2 separate regions of the Macaca mulatta genome follow, and region 1 is linked to region 2. Evidence: chromatin contacts called from public Hi-C data. All regions are on one chromosome and are shown on one strand. The core of a region is the stretch at or near the end of the contact, and the rest is flanking DNA. Distances in the headings are between cores, read along the strand shown. Region 1 holds the start of SDK1 (sidekick cell adhesion molecule 1). Region 2 has its middle 49 kb from the start of GNA12.

What was found. Hi-C and Micro-C count contacts between places; a contact is called where the count stands out from the background.
Region 1: a contact with region 2 is called in a Hi-C map of fetal cortex germinal zone, with 3 times the contacts expected there. The contact joins the promoter of SDK1 here to the enhancer-like site in region 2. A contact is called at or near these places in 2 of 14 Hi-C or Micro-C datasets (fetal cortex germinal zone and fetal cortical plate).

What each region holds. Positions count from the first base shown.
Region 1 is chr3:37,304,472-37,307,171 of T2T-MMU8v2.0, forward strand. It overlaps SDK1 (sidekick cell adhesion molecule 1), which reads left to right and starts at 1,442. Exons shown (of 45, transcript XM_077996063.1): 1 at 1,442-2,119. The coding sequence starts at 1,822.
Region 2 is chr3:36,898,149-36,900,848 of T2T-MMU8v2.0, forward strand. No RefSeq gene overlaps it. Among named protein-coding and RNA genes, the nearest start is that of GNA12, 49 kb to the left of the region's middle. Within about 2 kb of position 1,358, at least 2 of the 40 cell types and tissues checked have an H3K27ac peak or open chromatin away from gene starts, as enhancers often do. A contact at or near this core is called in fetal cortex germinal zone and fetal cortical plate, where this site is marked.

The DNA of each region.
Region 1 (2,700 bases), core at 192-2,691, 410 kb after region 2:
TTGAAGAAACCGGCCTTGCTTGCAACAGAAGATAAAATCAGACATGCCTCTCGGCCTCCAGTCTCATCTCCATGCCCTCAGGGCGCTGTCCTCTTCTAGCTTGTCCCACCTATGAGCCCTCACCATGTCCTCAGAACAGGGCACCCGTGGCTCATTTTACTTTTTTGCCCTTGCTAGCATGGTGTGGAAAGGGGGCAGAGGGCAGGCCTCTTTCTGAAACCACCTCCGGTTCCCTATGTTTCTTTCACGTGGTTATTGTTAAGTCTTAGCGGACGTGTACGGAGGCTAATACTGAGCCGCCAAACCATAGGCGCTCTGCGAGCAGGAGCTGGCTCCTATCCCAGACCCCGGCCCTGTGGCCTGCTCTCCACTCGCCCCTGGTCTTTCTTGGCAGGGACAATAAACCTACTAACGGTATCAAGTCTGCATCAGGTGCTTCCTGGGGAATCAGCCCCGTGCTGGGCGCACACCCAACCCAGCCCCTCTGCCTTCATCTCTTACGTGATCTCATGCAATCATCACACGCCCCCAGGCTCCTCCTGGGCCAAGTCCAGCGGCAGCTGAGTGCGTGTCACCTCCAGCTCTCCTCCCACAAAAATGCTGGCCTTCCAGCCTCCAGTGTGCTTAGTTCACCCCATAAACTCTGCTAATGCTTACCACATGCTGAGCGTCGGCGCCCGTCCCCACCCCCAGCCCCAGAGGCTCCCGGGTCCCGCACCAGGGTCGACCCTGCCCCGAGACTCGCCCACTCCACGGTGGGAAACAAGCAATGTGTCCCTCCCTCCCCCGACCTCCTCCAGCCCCGGCCAAAAGTGACCTTGGTTGGACGCTTCTACAACGCCATGTCCACTCCTGTGAACAGGCGGCGAGTTTGCACCCAGTGATGCCTTTGGTTGCTGGAAATTAAAAACCCGATTGCGCGTGTTTGCAATTACGGTAACTTGGCGCGTCACCCCCAACACTGAGCTCGCAGGTGGGAGCCGGGCGCCTCCCGGAGCGCGCCCCCTCCGCCCTTTGCCCGGGGCTCTCGCACGATCTGTCCCGCGTCTTGCTGCACCTGAGCCCTCCCCACCCGGGCGCCCGCACCGCCGCGGGGCCGGGCGAGGAGGCACCACCCGCGCCCGCCCGCGCACGCCCAGCCAGCGAGCCCGCCCGGGGAGCGCGTGCCGAGACGGCGCCGCCTGCAGTCCCCGCTACGGGTCCCTAGGGGGCGCAGCCGGCGCGGGAAGCCGCCCGAGCCGGGCGCCGGAGCAGGCAAGAAATTGCAGGCGGGCGGGCGCCGCGACTTTGAAAACAAGCGAAGGCCTGGGGGGCGGGCCCCGGGAGCGGGCGCCGCCTCCCTCGGCCAATCAACGGCGGGCGGCAGGCGGCGGGCGGCGGGCGCTGGCGGCGCGTGCGGCCGGGCTGTGAATGGGGAGCGGCGGCCGCGGCGGCTGAGGGCAAGCGCGACGCGCGGGCGGGCGCACTTTCTCCTCAGCGCCGGGTGGGGGCGGCGGTGGCGGCGGCTCCTCAGCGCCCGGCGGACCCCTCGGAGCGACCGCGGCGGGGCCCGGCATCCCGGCCGCGGTGGGCTCGGGACTGCGTGAGCGCCAGACGCGAATTTCCCCCGCTGACAACTTCTTCTCTCCCGGCTCGCCGCCGGCCCGCGCCGCGCCCCTCACGCGGGGACCCGGGACGCCGCCCCTCAGCGCCGGGCGGCCGCTCACCTCGGGCCGGGGTGCGCCGCGCCGCCCGCGGAGTGGCCGCGCCCGCTCGGAGCCGTCCAGCCCGTCCTGCCCGCCCGTCCGTCCGGCGCGGCGCTCGGGGTGGCGGCTGCTCGGCATGGCCCAGGGCGCCCGGCCCTTGGCGGCCGGTGGCGGCGGCGGCGGCGCGGAGCCCCCTGAGCGCGCGGGCCCCGGGCGGCCGCGGGGATCCCCGCCCGCCGGCGCCCGCCCCTCGCCGGCGCCGCGCCCCGGCCCCGAGCCCTCGGGACCCCGCGCGGCGCCCGAGACCCCCAGTGGGGACACGGCGGGCACGGGGCGGCGCGGCGGGCGGCGGGCGGCAAAGTTGGGGCCGGGCCGCCGCGGCTGGTGGGCGCTGCTGGCGCTGCAGCTGCACTTGCTCCGGGCGCTGGCGCAAGGTAGGTGCGCGCGGGGTCGCGGGCCGGGGGCGCCGCCTCGGGGCGCAGAGGCGCGAACTTGAGTAGCGAGAGTGTCCGGGGTCCCCATACCGCCCGGCCCGGGTCGGATGCGCCTCGCTGGGGCTGCAGGGAGCCCAGGGGCTTCTCTACGCCGGACTCGGAGGAGAGGGAATCTGAGCCCCTTAGAGCCTGCACCCCGTCTGCTGCTTTGCATTTTATTTCATTTTTTTACATCATGGTAGCACGAACAAAAATTTTTAAGTTGAGACCCATTCCTCAGCTCCCTAAAAGGATGCCCGAGTCCGCTTCCTATTGCTCGGATGAAAAAGGGGCCGGTCTGTACCTGAGTGTTTGCACCGCAGGGTCTGGTTCCCGGTGAGTGACATCCACAAGACTGCAAATATCAAGTGCCAGTCGCCGCGAAAAGCGTTTTCCAGCCCCTCCCCAGGGCCCCGTCCTCTCCCCAGTCCCTGCCGGCTCCTGACTCCCCCACGTCCCGATGCCCGACCCCAAATGGGTGCTGCGCGGCCGGTGGAGCAAAACTTTCAGTGCCCACAGCTTTTGCACTTGGCTTTGTTTTT
Region 2 (2,700 bases), core at 108-2,607:
CCACCGTGCTCCGCCTCCCTCCTTTTCAGGTAGATACTGTCACTGGATTTGGGGGCCCACCCTAATCCTGTATGACATCTTAACCTGATCACATCGGCAAAGACCCTATTTTCAGATAAGGCCCCAGTCACAGGCACTGCAGACTTGAGCATATCTTTCAGGGGGACATAGTCCAGTCAGTCCAAGAAAACCACACAGCAGCTGAGAAGGGAGAAAATGCGGAGGCCAAGGCAGGCCTGAGCCCCACACCAGGGGAGGAGGGAGCAGAAGCGGGAGAGGGGCTTAGGAGCGGGTGGGCAGGGGAAGGGGCAGCAGAGGGAACACCGCCACAAAGGCCTTGCACAGAAAGAGTTTTGGGGATCAACAGGGGGCCAGTGTGGTTGAATGTAGCTAGTAGGAGGAAGAAGGTTCTGGAAGGGGCCAGGTCATGTAAGCAGGGCAGATTGTTCTCATTTAATTCCAGCGGCAGGGGATCAGGTGCTATAGCTGTCACCTGTTATCCCAGCACTTTGGGAGGCCCAGGTGCTCCGGAGGGTTGCCCTGGCTTAGGAGTTCAAGACCAGCCTGGGCAACATAGCGAGACCTCCTCTCTACTAAAAAATCCATAAATAATAGTAATTTCAGGCTGGGCATGGTGGCTCACACCTGTAATCCCAGCATTTTGGGAGGCCGAGGTGGGTAGATCACTTGAGGTCAGGAGTTCGAGACCCACCTGGCCAACATGGTGAAACCCCATCTCTATTAAAAAAAATATACAAACATTAGCCGGGTGTGGTGGTGCAAGCCTGTAATCCCAGCTACTTGGGAGGCTGAGGCACGGGAATCGCTTGAACCCGGGAGGCGGAGGTTGCAGTGAGCCGAGATGGCACCAGTGTGCTCCAACCTGGGTAACAGAGCAAGACTCCATCTCAAAAAAAAAAAAAAAAAAAAAAAAAGAAAGAAAAAAAAATTAGTAATTCCAGTAGCTTCCAATGGGAAGGGCTCAATCATCAGAGTGACATTCCAATTTGTGTTCCAGAAAGATCCCTCCATCAGGGATGGATCTTCATTCGAATCCATGGATAGAGAATTCAGGGAGTCTGAATGTTGAATGGAAAAAAAAATGACATCATTATTTTCCCTACCCCCTAATAGAAAGTGAGCATTTCCTTGCATTATGAATGAATGGAAGCAAGAAAAAAAAAAAAAAAAAAATAAAAATAAAAAATAAATAAATACAAAATAAAAAAAATAAAAAAAATTGCAGAGGTGTGGCACAGCGCCTGGGACGCGTTCACCAGTAGAAACACGGGTGTCTTCCCATCCGGCTGTAGCTGCCGCAGGTAGCGTGAAACACCAAGCGTGCTTGTCACAACTCCAGAATAACGACAGCTGTTGGCCCCGCCGCCAGAGCTTGTTATTCAATCCTGTGATTTAACGCATTCACACACACAAAAAAGCATGCAAATTACCGGATTACCCATTTGCTCTTTAAATATTTTGATAAGAAAGTTGGCTTCCTTTGCAATCCTGTGTGTTTTATTTCACGCATTTGAAAATGTTATTTTGAGAAGGGGGGGTCTCTGGGCTTTCAGAGGCTCAGGGGAGTTCGTGGTTCAGATGGGGCAGAGGGTGGGGCTGGAGAGAAGTAGGGGATTTGAGGTGTCTGTTGGGGTTCAGCTGGGAACCGGGGCTGAGGCTTGGGCTTCGAGCTTGAGTGACTGGCGGGTGGGGATGTCATTGGCGGAGGGGGAAGAGGAACAGGTTTCCTCTGTCCAGGGAGAAAATGTTTGGTTTGTTTTTTAAATTTTTTTATTTAGTTTTTATTTTTTTGAGAGGGAGCCTCCCTCTGCAGCCCAGGCTGGAGTGCAGTGGCACGATCTCAGCTCACTGCAAGCTCTGCCTTCCGGGTTCAAGTGATTCTCCTGCCTCACCCTCCCAGAGTAGCTGGGATTATAGGTGCCCGCCACCACACCCAGCTGATTTTTTTTTTTTTTTTTTTTTTGTATTTTTAGTACAGATAGGGTTTCACCATGTTGGCCAAGCTGGTCTCAAACTCCCAACCTCAGGTGATCTGCCCGCCTTGGCATCCCAAAGTGCTGGGATTACAGGCGTGAGTCACCGTGCCCAGAGATTTGTTTGGATTTGTACACTGAATTTAGGGAAATTCAAGCAGAGAAACCAAGGGGATCTGGTTCTACTAGGCTGGCCACTTAACGGCTGGGCTGGAGGTGCCTATGTGGGGGTCCCCTGGCATGTGGGAGGTCCTCTTGCATGGGCTTACTGGGTCCTCACAGCCACTTCGTACGGTTCATCACCCAGGCTTTCTAGTGTCACGTTACCTCCCTGGGGTTACAGAAAGCTGTCTGAGAGCCCAGGTGTGGCCATTTCCATCCCTGGGGCTCCACATCATCCCACATTACGGGCATCTCCCGGCCAACAGACACCCTAGGACTCCTCACTGTGAAATCACACGGGATGGCACAGCTGGGGGCCCGGCTACTCCGTCACCAAGACCCCAGGCCAGTGGTGGCTCATGCCTGTCATCTCAGCACTGAGGTGGAGGATCGCTTGAGCCCAGGAGTTTGAGACCAGCTTGGGCAACATAATGAGACCCTATTTCTTACAAAAAAATAAAAATAAAAAAAAAAATTAGTCGGGTATGGTGGTGCACGTGTGTGATGTGTGTAGTCCTAGCTACTCAGGAGGCCGAGGCAGGAG